Linked DNA regions of Gossypium hirsutum: region 1 is linked to region 2. A link is a contact called in public Hi-C data. All regions are on one chromosome and are shown on one strand. The core of a region is the stretch at or near the end of the contact, and the rest is flanking DNA. Distances in the headings are between cores, read along the strand shown.

Region 1 (7,018 bases), core at 3,414-5,913, 250 kb after region 2:
ATATTTATCGATATGTTATTTAAACCATTATCATCATCTATAGGGTTTACACAATTCCATGATGATAATTAACGATGTTTTATGATAAAAGAATAAGAGTGTTTGTTGGAACCCATGCAAACCCATTTCATATACAGAGCCAATATGATCTTATATATAATATTGTTATTTAATATCACAATGTAGATACGTACTTCAATTGAGTTGAATTTCATCACTGTAATTCTATCTTTAGCTCAAATACTTTTCATTCAAAACTTTATTTTTTCAACTTTTTATATGTATAGGCAAAATCAGTATCTACCACAATAACTCTTTTGAGCTCATTAGCTGAGTGATAAAACAGTAACTTTCTGGCAAATAGAATTATTAGGGTTCCAATATCCTTTTTTCTTTATTGGAGAAAGAGTTACATAATGAGGAATAGGGCAAATTTTGAAGGATGGGGAGGAGATTTTAAATAAGTAAAAGAAAAAGAGAGAAAAAAAAATTCTCTTATAGAAATGATTACAACCTTCTTGAAAGTGACAAATCTTGTTTCCCTCATCTTTAGAAAAACTGAAAGAAAACAGTACTAATTTAGGGTTTTAGTTAAATTTTGCTTAATCAAACAAATAATCCATTTTCACCCCCCCCCCCAAGATTTACATCTCAACTTTTTCTCACAAAAGGGAAATGAAAAGAGAAAAAAAAAAGGTCAGGTGGAAATGGAAGGGAGGTGTGGCCTGCAGTTCCTATTCATATATACAAATAGGAATAATATATGAATAATAAAGAAATAAATTCATGCAAATTACTGTGTGATTGAATAATGACAGTTTGTTTTGTTGTGGGGATGATTTTTTGTTCCTGTCCAAATGCCTGTGTGTTATTATGTGGGTGTGGGCCCCCAAAACACAAGCATTTGTGATTGAATCAGCCCCCTCTCCTCTCTCTCATTCAAAGGAGCTTTATAAGTAAGACTTGCCTCAACCTTACCTGTTCATGGTGGGGGTCTAATTGAAACAGCAAAACCAAGAAAACTTTTTTTAAATAAAGCTTAAAAGAAAGAAAGTTGATGGCAGAAAGCAATAGCTTTTTCTTCTTCTCCATGTTCCCTTCCCTCTCTCTCTGATCCCCATTTTCCTTTGTGTAGTGTTATCAGTAAAGCTGAATTTCCCCTCCCCCACTAGCTACTCCAAGCCAAGCCCTCCACCACCTGTACAGCTAAAGCAAGATTGATTGATTTGTTTTTTCACTTCAAACTCCATCACCCACACAACACATATAGTGAACTGCAACCATCACTATGTTAGACAACAACTCTTCAATTTCTGCTGCACCCCTTCCATCTTCCTCCTCTGATCCCCTCACTCCTTTGGAAAATGGGGCCACCCATAAAAGAAAAAGAAAGCCAGCAGGCACCCCAGGTTGTACTAGCTTATATGTTTTAATTCATTAGTTTAATACCCTATTCTTCTGTTTTTTGTTTTGTTCATAATTGAATTGATTTTGTGTTTGTAGATCCTGATGCAGAGGTGGTTTCTTTATCTCCAAAAACGTTGCTGGAATCGGATAGATATGTTTGTGAGATCTGCAACCAAGGGTTTCAAAGAGACCAGAACCTGCAAATGCATAGGAGAAGGCATAAGGTGCCATGGAAGCTGCTGAAAAGGGAATCACAAGAGGTGAAGAAGAGGGTGTTCGTTTGCCCCGAGCCAACCTGCTTGCACCATGACCCTTGCCATGCTTTAGGTGATCTGGTTGGCATCAAGAAACATTTCCGGCGGAAACACAGCAATCAGAAACAGTGGGTTTGCGAGAAATGCTCTAAAGGTTACGCTGTTCAGTCTGATTACAAGGCTCATCTCAAGACTTGTGGCACCCGAGGCCATTCTTGTGACTGTGGCCGTGTCTTTTCCAGGTCACTCTCACTTCACTTCTTCATACCCCCAAAATACAACCTCCTCTTTCCTCTTTCCTCTCAATTTTTTTCCACATTCAAACCCTAAAAATACCCTCAAAATTATCCTAAAAAACGAAATCCAAGATTGATTTCCTCTTCCCTATTCCCCATAACATGTTTTTGTTTGTTTACTTAATTAAAACCCAATTACACGCAAAATAGTCGTTTACAGACACTAGAATTCAGACCCCAGTTCATTTTTTAATTAGTATTTTAATACAGGAAACCTAGTCTCATAATCCGACCTATAGTTAACTAAAGTCAATTTTATATTGCTTTGTTCCTCGTTAACCCTACATGAAGAGGACTTGGTTGCTTCCTTGACTTAGTCTGTATAATCCAAACTTGATTATTTAAAAATGGAACAGTCCAAATTCTCATCTAATCTGTGTCGTTTCAGGGTGGAGAGTTTCATTGAACACCAAGATGCTTGCACCATTCGACGAGTTCAACCTGAGTTGCAGGCGCAGCTGCAACCTGCAGCAGCCTGCTCCTCTCGAACGGCTTCAAGCACTAGTCCTTCAAGCGATGCCAACTTTAGCATCGCCCCATTGCATGGATTGCCGATAACAAAATCAACGGAGCCTGTTTTCTTGTACAAGCGTGTGTCTGGTTCAGACCATCAGCGCCAACAACTGCAACACAATCTTGAACTTCAACTTCTACCTTCATCAACCGCTAACTCGAGGGATTCAGATGAGGAGTACGCTACACATTTGAAGCTATCGATAGGGTCCAACGACGGTGGTGAAAAGAATGCAAGTGAAACGACATTGGAAGCTACTAGGTTGAAAGAGTTCGCAAGTGGGCAGCTAAAGTTGGCCATGGCCGAGAAGGCCTACGCCGAAAAGGCTAGACAAGAAGCTAAGAGGCAGATCGAGATGGCTGAGCTTGAGTTCGCTAGTGCAAAGAGGATAAGGCAACAAGCGCAAGGTGAACTGGAGAAAGCTCAAGCCTTGAAAGATCAAGCCACAAAGAAGATAAGTGCTACAATCATGCAGATCACTTGTCAAACTTGCAAGCATCAGTTCCAAACATCAACAGCTGCTGGTCCAGATGATGAGACCTCACTTGCTATGAGTTACATGTCTTCGGCCACAACAGAAGGGGAAGGAGAGTGACGGCAAGTTGATCATGCAATGATAAATGATCAACCCCCATTAGCCCTTAAATCTCTTTGTTCTTTGATCTGCATGTTGAGTTTTTCTTTGCTTTGTCAACTAGTTTTTCTTCACTTATTCTAACCACTATCGTGGATTTGATATAAGAAAAAGAAGAAGAAAATGGTCGTTTTAAGCAGTTCTTGAATCGATTTACTATATCTTCATTTGTTTAATAGAAAAAAAAGGGGGGGGGTAGACATTGCAATTTAATTAAATGCAGTGTGACGTACAGTATCTATATAAGATATATGAACAAATGGTCATGCCTTGAGATTTTCTCAACCGCTTATTGCACTGCTACACCTGCAGGTATGCCATGTGAATGTTTTAAACATCAGGGCACATTTTTATCGTCCGCTTGACTTCAAATATGCTGAATCCCATCATAAAGCTTGGAGAGTAACCAATCATTTCAGATTATTCTTCTAGCCACTAGCCTAAGCCTTATATATACTTGTGTGTGTGTGTGTGTGTGTGAAACTTATTGAATAATCCTAGATTAGGCACTGACATATATGTTTTGTTACAATATATTTCGAGATATACAAGTTCTGACTATATTTAAAGTTGAACCGGATTAGACCATAAATTGAGAATAGAACTCTCTATGATGGGTTTTCCTACTAAAGTAAGATAAAAAGGAAAAAGAAAAACAGGCTGAGGCTCACAAAATTTGTAAGTTGTATTTTTGCTCAGCAGCTCACGATGGGTTTTCGTTATACTTGGACCAAAATGTGTAAAGTTTATAATAAAAACAAAACATTGAAAAAAAAATTAAGGATAACAACAAAACAAAGGGTGTTGGATTTATCTTTCCCCTAATACTATAGCCGGTTGATGCGGCTTTTCCCTTTATAAATTTTTCTTTTTGTTTTTGTCGGAAGCATTAAAATAATGGGAAGAAAAAGAAGAAGAGTTCAAAACATAATGCTTGGATTGCTTGTTAGATTTTAGGCAAATTTAAATTTCAAAGGGTCTGTATGTAAATGTAAGCCAAGCTTATGTTTATTTTTTGTCTTCTTAATGAAAATATAAATGAATGAACGACACATAGAATATGAAAATCCTCTCTTTGGGGTATTGGAGTTTTTACACATATTGGGGACCATTTTAGCTAGAAAATAGGAAGGAACCATTCAAAGATGGTGACCCATAGATTCAACCCCAAATTGAATGTTGTAAAAGAAAAGAAAGGAAGAGAGAGGAGGGAGGGTGGGAAAGGAATGTCATTTTCATTGCATTTGTGTCCTTTTAAATGCTTATAAAAACACCATGTTTTTCAGTGCCACAGTTGAAATGGTTATAGACAGGCAATGGTCCTTCTCAAACATAAACAACACATCCAATTCACTTAAAGAACACACTCTCTCTCACACTTTATCAGATTCAGCAGCAGCTATGGCAGAGCAGAGGGACACACTGCCCTTTCCCATTAAATTTTGTTTTTCATTTGAGCCAAAAATTAAATGAATAGCAGTTGTAGCAAAAGAACTACTTTCCTCTACCACCATATTTGCGCCCTTCAATCCTTCAACTATATGGTTCAATCCTTCAACACCATATATATATGTAGCACTAGCTGTGCCTGTGTAGGGTATTTTAGTTCAGCCAAAGGCAAAGGTGAAGCAGCCCAGAAGGGTTTCCATTATTTATTTTATTTTATGTTTTCTGGGTTCTTTATTTATTATTTATTTATAAATGAAGGGGTTAAGGCTTAGATCTTGGGTTTGGGACCACGGGCAGCTCTTTCCCCACCTTTTAACGCAGTTTCCCTTTTCCTTTTTTGTTCATCGGATAGCTATGAATGGCACTTACGTTATTTTCACTTGCTTTGGGGGATGATTTTAAACAAACAGCTCATGCACTTACTAATGTACCCAAAATAAAATTTAAAAAAATATATATATAGAAAGGAATTAAAAAAAGTAACTTTTAACTCTATGGCAGTTAAAAGAGGGATGAAATTGAAATGGAGAGGAAGGGAGGTTAAACATTAAGAAAGATCAGGTGGAGTCGCACATTTAGTTCAACAAATTGGAAAGAAATAAAAGCAGTGCCCTTCGCCACCCAAAATAAAATAAAAACAGATACTTTTAATTATTATTTTATATAAATATAGTTGTATTGTTGAGAAAAGTTGGTTTGTCTCCTCCTTGTCTTAATCTTATTTGATAGCACTTTTAGAATAACTTATATTTCATAGCTCTTACTTTGATTCAATTAAAGAAAAGTTATATCATGTAATTTTTATTTGGTTTGATTTAAAAGAATATAAAACAATAAAAGACCTTCGTTGAATCAAATAACTTTAGAAATGCGTAGTAATCTTTCAACCATTTCAATCCTCTATAATACAGTTTCCTGTAATGCAAATTTTGTTATGATCTAAATGAGCCAAAATAAAATAAAAAGAAAATCAATGAGTGGGATGGGAGAAGGAACTAATACATTTTTGTTAGGATACTAAATTAACCACAACAAACACATAGTTTTGGTTTAGTCAAAACTTCAAAAATTTAAGGAAAAGAGAAACAAATTATCAATAAAAGAAAAAAAAGATATTTCATAATCTTCATATTAAAAAAAAAAGAAAAGAAAGGAGAAATACATAATAATATCTGTTTTTTTAATGAAAAATATGAAAAAAATAAATAAATGTATCACTTACTTTTCCCATCATCCTTCCTTCATTTTTTATTAGGAATATAAACAAAATGCTTAATTCACGGTTTAACTCTAAAAATATATTTATTTTTTCACTTTGGTATATCTCAATTTGGTACTCAAAATACCAATTTTCTCTATCTTTTGTCCATTTTGTAATGGTCATTAAACAAAATCGATTAAGCAACTTTGGTCAATGGAAAAATGTCACATAGCAATTAACTTTACTTAAAATAAAAAAAATTTAAATAAAAAATTTATAATATTTTTTTGTACAAAGAAAATTATAATATTAAACATTTATAGTATATATTTTAAAAAGTTTACAATTTTTTTTATAAAATTCTAAAATATATAATTATAAATTGTAAAAATTTAAAATAATAAATTAAAATTAAAAATGTTATAAAAATTGGAATTAAAATATATATTAACTTTTATAATAATTTTTATATATTATTTTGACTTTTTAAAATTTATAATTCTATATTTTAAAATTTTATAAAAAAACTATTTTTAATTTTTTTAAAATTATATTTATTATATACAATTTTTTATATTTTTAATTAATATTAAAAAATAAAAGGGGGCACTTGACGTGTTCTAATAGCACCACGTAGTCAATCAACGTCGTTCAATGATCAATCAACGTCGGGTCAACGATCAGTCAACGTCGTTCAACACTTGATCAAAGTCAAAAGTGTTTTTAATATTTAAATATTTAGTATAATAATTTTTTATTTTTAATTTAAATTCAATGTTTTCATTTTAAATAAACCTAATTGCTACGTGGCTCTTTTCCATTAGGCAAAGTTGCCTAATGGATTTTTTTAATGGTCGTTACAAAATGGACCAAAAATAGAGAAAATCGATAATTTAGGTACCAAATTTGAGAAAAAAAAGTTTAGGTGCCAAAGTGAGCAATTGAGTATACTTTAGGGGCCAAATCGTGATTTAAGCCCATAGAAAATGATAATATGTTGAAAAAAGTAAAAGTACTATGGGAGGTATTGTACTAGGAGTTAGATTGCATTTTACCTTTTTTACTAAAAAAATGGACAAATTAATCATTATACGTTAAATTAAAAAGCAAATTGGTCATTCTATTAAAAACTCTATCAATTTCTACTAGTAAAAATGGGTCCCTATATGTCAACATGAGATACACGTGGCACATCACATGTTACTATATGGTTGATCTGTCAGCCACACTAGTTTTTAACAGTAAACATTTGTGATGTTTTTA
Region 2 (6,848 bases), core at 1,180-3,679:
TGTAAAATTTTAACTGAATGTATTCATGAGTAAGTCAGTTGTCAAATCTAATTCTAAATATTGATACAACGTTATACTCTTTAATTTGTAGTAAAGTTATAAAATTAATTTTAGAATAATTAAATTAATTTAAAATAAATAAAATAAAACAATTAGTTCAAAATTAACTACTATTTAATATATATAATCATTTAAAAATATTAAAAATAAAAAATTATTTGTAAACGTTGCAAAGCGGGATATTCTTGTTTCTTTTTTCAAGGGAAGACCGAAGCTTTTATTAAAAGAAAATAAAGTAGTCCAACGCCACAATGTTTCAATACTTTATATATATTTTTAAATTCTAACAAGGTTTTGTATATTAACTCTATTGTTAAACATATTTCAATACTTTATATATTTTTTAAATTCGTGTTTAACCATTTTAAAATTTCATATAAACTTTTACATTTGTTAATTGTATTTTTAAAATAGTATTGAAATTTTTAAAATAAGTTAACAGTAATATTTTAAAAAATAATTAATGATTTAAAAAATAATTCGAGTATATCATTATAATAGTTATTTTTTATTATAAAATATTATATTATTATTTTAAACTGTTAGTTTCCATATATGTGTCTTTTTTTATTTATAAACTTACATATTTATAATTTTTTATATTTGTTAGTTTTTATATATACAGTAATTAATTTGTTAGAAATATCTAACTTACCTAAAAGTATTTGTTTCCATTTTTGGATCAATTTATTATTTTAAATAATATATATATATTTGTATTATATTTTTTAGTCACCCTATATACAATAATTAATTTGTTAGTTTCCAACATTTGTCACTTGGCAAATATCTTAATAACTTACCTAGAAGTGTTTCCATTTTTGGATCAATATATTACTTTAGATAATATATATATATGATATGGAGACACAAAATATAATTACATTATATCTTTATATAAACATAAAAATTAAAGATTTTACTATAAATACAAAAATAGTCATTAAACTATTAATTTCGTTTTATTTTGGTCACTCAATTATTAATTTTTCTGATTTAGTCACTAAATTTTTCGAAATTAAATATTTTGATCACCCTCTATTAATTGTTGTTAGATCTTTTACAGAAATTTAACGTGAAAATTTTTGAAATTTCCACGTAATTTTTTTCTAATTTTTCACATGGGTAAGTAATTTTTTTTTCTATATTTTACTTTTGGTCATCTCTTTTCAATCCAAAAAATAATAATATCGTTAATAAGCTTAGATTTTCAATTATTCGATTAGCTAATTTTGCTTTAACAATCTCTCTTCCTTTTGCGGGGCTAGGGCATTCCTATTAATTGTCTACCTACTTACGTTGTTATAATTAAGATTTACAACAACCATCATATATCTAAACCCAAAAGGAAAGTACAATAACACTACGACATTCATCCTGGTCGAATTTAGAATTGTTTTAAAGATGTACCACTATTGAGTTGTTATAGTGTATTGATTGATTTTTTTTCAGGAAACTACTCAAATGGCATCTTAGATATGAGGTTCTACTAGCAAACCTTTGTACTCACATTCAACCTTTTCCATCTCTTTTCACATCTTTAATGTAGTAGACTATTAACACTCTCATACTTATTTAATCCATCTTTCACAATATTAGAGTATTTGATCTTATCATTTCCATAAAAGCTCAAGTCTTGCAATCATAAGGTTGTGTTATATTTCTTCTAATAAGAATTATTTCGCAAGCTAACAAGTGGAGCTAATATGAAAAAAAAAAAAATGAAAACACAAGAGCACTTGTTTTTTATTCATCCTATACTAGTTATTGATTTTGTTTTACTGTTTTTAACCTTGACACCAATTTGTTTCCAAGGAGTTGGTCAAAAAAAACAAGAGAGCAACTGACTGTTTGGTAAGTTGGAAAATTAGTATATAAATACATAACCTATCAAGTTTAGATAGACAAATCATATATTTTTTTAAACGATACGTATTTAATAAAAGGGTAATTTTATATTTGGTACTTGAACTTTATCAAATATTCTAATGTAGTACATGTATTTTTACATTGTTTATCAATATGGTACCGCGGATTACCCCTGTTAATTTTTTATCTGTCAAGACATGTGGACCATTGAAACGATGACACATGTCGCATTTGTAAGAATTTTTTATTTCAAATAATGCTAACGACCTCAAATTAATTATACCAAAAAATATAATCCAAAAGAAAGGAGAAAATTTTAACATTTTTTTTTTCTTTTTTTCTCTTTTCCTCTGTTCTTCTTCCTTTTTCTTTCTCTTTTCTCTTCCATAATGAACCCTCGTCGTCATTGTTCTCCATCCGTCTCTTTTCTTAACTTGTTTTCTTCTTGTCGATCTTTCCCTCGATTTCATCAACGTCGCTTGCACTGTCTACTACAACTATTGGTTGTAATGTGCGAAAATAAAAGAGAAAATTAGAGGAGGAAGAAAAAGAGCGTCGAGAGAGAGATTTGAGAGAAGAGGAGAGAAATAGTTTTCCTAATTTTCATAACTAACCAGTCACCCCCCATTCATGATCAAATGAGAGAATAATGACCAATTACAGCCTGGCAATCTTTAATTCAGCTGCCAAAACATATCGTTTCACTAATGAACTTAGGACCTAAAATGCATCGTTTCATTGAACGTTCCTAGGCTCTAAATGCAGCGTTTAACATTACAACTTAAACAGAAATGAAAGAACAAAAATAAAATTAATGGTCATTTAAATTCATTGACCTTTGTAGACAAATGTTTCATAACAAACACCCTCCCCTCAAATGAGCTCCTTGTCCTCAAGGATCAAAAAGTGGATATTGCTGATGAAATTCACTCCAATTTTCCCAAGTTGAATCTTCTGGAAAAGCATCAACCCACTCCACCAACATTTCTATAACAATTATTTTCCCCTTTTTGACCATCCTCCCATTTAGAATCTAAATTGGTTCATTGGAAATAAAACCATCTGAATGAGTGGAATGGAGCACAGATGATGATACAGCTGAACCAACATCCTTTTTGAGTTGGGAAACATGAAATGTGGAATGTATCTTAGCAGTTGCAAGTAAAGTCAGCTTGTAAGCAACCTTTCCAACTCGAGACTTCACTAGATAGGGCCCAAAATACCTTGGGGCAAGCTTTTGATTCCTAAACTTCCTTAATGAATGTTGTTTAAATGGTTGAAACTTTACATACACTAGATCCCCTACTTGAAACTCCTAGTCTGATCTCTTCTTATCAGCCATCTGATTCATCCTTTCCTGGGCATTTTTTATATGAAACTTCAAGAAATTCCTCAAAGTTTCCCTGTGTTGAAGGCTTCTATCCACCTCAGCTACTCAAAAGACCCTTGCAAGGTAAGGTAAATGAACTGAAGGGTCCTGCCCATACAGGGCTTTATAGAGAGTCATTTTTATAGCTGACAGGTATGTGGTATTGTACCACCATTCAGTAAAAGAAGCCAAGTGGTCCAATCAAAAGGCTTCTTGCCTGATATGCACATAAAATAGCCTTGAAGACATTTGTTTAGGACTTCAATATGGCCACCTATTTGAGGGTGATAGGTCATAGATAAATGAAGTTGTGTGCCAAGATGCTTAAACAATTCTTGCCCGAAATGACTCTGAAATACCTTATCCCTATCTGAAAAAATCAATTCTTGAGCACCATGAAGCCTGTAAACTTATTGCAGGTACTCATAGACCACTGAAACAATAATAAAGGGATACGGTATAGCTATAAAATGACCATACTTGGTCAATCTATCGACTTTCACTAGGATAATACTTTTCCCTTTTGAAATTAGCAGACCCTCCACAAAATCCTTATTGATGTTTGACCAAGCCTTCTCAAGATAAGTTGCATTATCCCCCTTACACCTTTGGCAAGTGACATATTCCCTAGCTTATTTTCTTACATCCCTTAAAAGTCCTTTCTAGTAAAAAATACTAGCCAATCTATGTTTTATAGCCTAAGTACTCAAGTGTCCCCCAATGGCTCCTCTATGGAAGAGATAAAAAAGAGTCCTCTTAAGTATATTGTTGTTTCCCACCACAACCTTCCCCTTTCTCCTGAGGACTAAACCATCATAAGAATACTTAGGTTGTGATTGGGACTAGTGTTGGAGCTCTTGAAAAATCTATTTTATTTTGGAGTTTTGGTGATAAGAATCTAAAATTTGAGCTCAAATATCAGACCAAGTAAGCCGAGCATGATCTATAAATTGGAACAGCTGACCTTCGAACACACGAGGTCTTTGAGATAAAGCATTGGCCACTATGTTTTGAGTTTCTTTTCTGTAGGCAATAGAAAAATCATCACCCAGCATCTTGGCCACCCACTTTTACTAGAAAGGTGTTATGGCCTGTCTATCAGACAAAAATCTAAGACTTCAATGATCGGTTTTGATCTAGAAATGTCGACCACCAAGTAGGGGTATCATTTTTTAACTTCCAAGATCACTACCATAATCTTCTTATCATAAATAAACAATGTTTGATGTCTAACACCTAGTGCCTTACTAAAATATGCTATAGGTTTGCCCTTCTATTGTAGTACTGCCTCAACTGCTTGTCCACAAGCATCGGTCTCTACACAGAATTCTTCCTAAAAATTAGGCAAAACCAACACTAGTGCTCTACAGATAGCTTCCTTGAGTCACTAAAAAGAAGATTGAGTAGATTTATTCTAAAGCCAAGGGGATCCTTTCTTCAGAAGTGTTGTGAGAGGAGAGGTTATGACTCCATACCCATTGATGAACCTTCTATAGTAGCCTGATAGTCCTAAACCCCCCCTTAAATCCTTCACAGACTAAGGTGTTGGCCAAGTAGCTACCCCTTCTACCTTAGTTATGTCCATACTAACAGTCCCTGCAAAAATATATGGCCTAAATATTCCACTTGTGTGGTGCCAAAACTACACTTAGACTTCTTAGCATACAACTGATTAGCTCTCAGCAAGTTCAAAACCTCTCTTAAGTATTTTAGGTGCTCCTGTCAATTCTTAGAATATATCAGTATATCATTGAAGAAGACTAACATTGACCTTCTGAGAAGCTTCTTAAAGACTTGGTTCATCAAAGACTGGAAACTGGAAGGAGCATTGGTTAGGCCAAAACGCATGACCATGAATTCATAATGCCCTTCATGTGCCTTGAAGGTAGTTTTATGAATATCTTTTTCCTACATTCGAAAATGATGGTAGCCTGACCTCAGAAAAAGCTTGGAGAAAAAATTAGCCTCCCCAACTCATCAAAATATCTTTAATCATAGGGATGGGAAATTTGTCATTGATGGTTAGCTGGTTGAGTTGTTTATAATTTACACATAACCTCCAACTTTCATCATTCTTTTTAACCATGACAATTGGGGATGTAAATGGACTATTACTATCTCTAATCACTCCGGCCTGTAACATTTCTTGGACAAATCTATCAATTTTAGCTTTTTACACAGCAAGATACCTATATGGTCTCACTCTCACCATTGGTGTTTCATCCTGCAAAGGCATCTTATGGTCCTATAACCTGCAATGAGGGAGGCTAGTAAAGGTCTGAAAACATCATCAAATTCCTCTAAGAGCCTCTACAAGTTTTGGGACAGTGTAGACTTTGGAAGTGATAGAGCTACTTGAACACAAAAAGTAAACAACATTAGACAATGACCATGTGCTACCATGTTGAGACATTAGAGAGTTGGTCACTAGATAAAAGTTGTAGGCCTCCACGTAAAATACCTCTGAGAATGCACTACTGCCCCAGGTACTAAAATTGCATAGTGAATGAGCTAAAATTCCACACAATCGGCCCTAATGATAACAATCATTGAATGCCAAGGACTAAGTCACAACCCTTCACTAGTAGAGCCAAAAAATAAGTGGTAAATTGGTAACATTGTGCCTCCTAAGTGGTAGCTTTACATAATCCTTGAGTAGACAAACTTCCCTCATAGTAATCATAACCTTCATCTTGTTAGAGGACCTCAATGATAATTTCAATCTCTTGGACAACATGTAATCAATGAAGTTGTGTGTGCTCCCTGAGTCCACTAAAAGAATAACTTTTAGTTGGTCAATTTAAGCTGCCAGTCTCATGGTATGGTGGCCTTGAGTACCTTATAATGCATGCAGTGATAAAACTAGAAAATAAGGTTTAGTATCAGATTCCTCCAATCCCAATTACTTAGTACAATCATGAAATTCCTTAGTGGTGGGGTTCTTCAGATTATTTTCAGCGTCTATCATAGGCTCAATCAAGAGTTGGTACAGTAGTGCCTTGTGCCCTAGTGTATATTTAAAGGCACACAAAAAGCAAATGTTATTTTTCCTCATTTCTTCCATCTCAGCTTGGGAGAGTGGCTTAGTAAGAATTCTGGAACTAGCATGCACAGTAGAAGATTCTCTTGCTATACTCGATCTAGTAGTGGAACCAGGTAATTTGGGGCCAGAATAAAGTTGCTTAGAATACCCCATGCTTCCTCCTTATGGACCAAAACATAATGCTTCAGGATATTCCACCCCTCCACTCTAAGCCATATGTTTCTTAGAATGGCCTCCAAAAATATTTTCAACTTGCCCTGCTATTAAGTACCCATCAACCAAATTCTTAGGTTTAAATAGCTTAAGATACTGACCAATATTAGTTCACAAGTTACTAGCAAATATACTCAAAGCATAAGTTTCAGGAAGATGGATTTGATTAAGTAAACTCGCAAATCTATCATGAAATTGGTCAACGGTTCCTTCTTAAATTAAAGATACCAACTCCTCTATAGGATCTTAAAAAATGTCAGATCCAAATCTTTCCTTTGACCCTCTCACATAGAC

What was found. A called contact is a pair of places that touch in the nucleus more often than the background predicts.
Region 1: a Hi-C map of fibers shows a contact between it and region 2, with 4 times the contacts expected there. The contact joins two enhancer-like sites. A contact is called at or near these places in 6 of 34 Hi-C or Micro-C datasets (fibers and leaf).

What each region holds. Positions count from the first base shown.
Region 1 is chrD01:42,301,193-42,308,210 of Gossypium_hirsutum_v2.1, forward strand. It overlaps LOC107922578 (zinc finger protein SHOOT GRAVITROPISM 5), which reads left to right and starts at 975. Exons shown (of 3, transcript XM_016852668.2): 1 at 975-1,409; 2 at 1,504-1,903; 3 at 2,346-3,253. The coding sequence starts at 1,289. The coding sequence ends at 3,066. Within about 2 kb of position 4,664, at least 6 of the 9 cell types and tissues checked have an H3K27ac peak or open chromatin away from gene starts, as enhancers often do. A contact at or near this core is called in fibers, where this site is marked.
Region 2 is chrD01:42,054,917-42,061,764 of Gossypium_hirsutum_v2.1, forward strand. No RefSeq gene overlaps it. Among protein-coding and RNA genes, the nearest start is that of LOC121214139, 10 kb to the left of the region's middle. Within about 2 kb of position 2,430, at least 4 of the 9 cell types and tissues checked have an H3K27ac peak or open chromatin away from gene starts, as enhancers often do. A contact at or near this core is called in fibers, where this site is marked.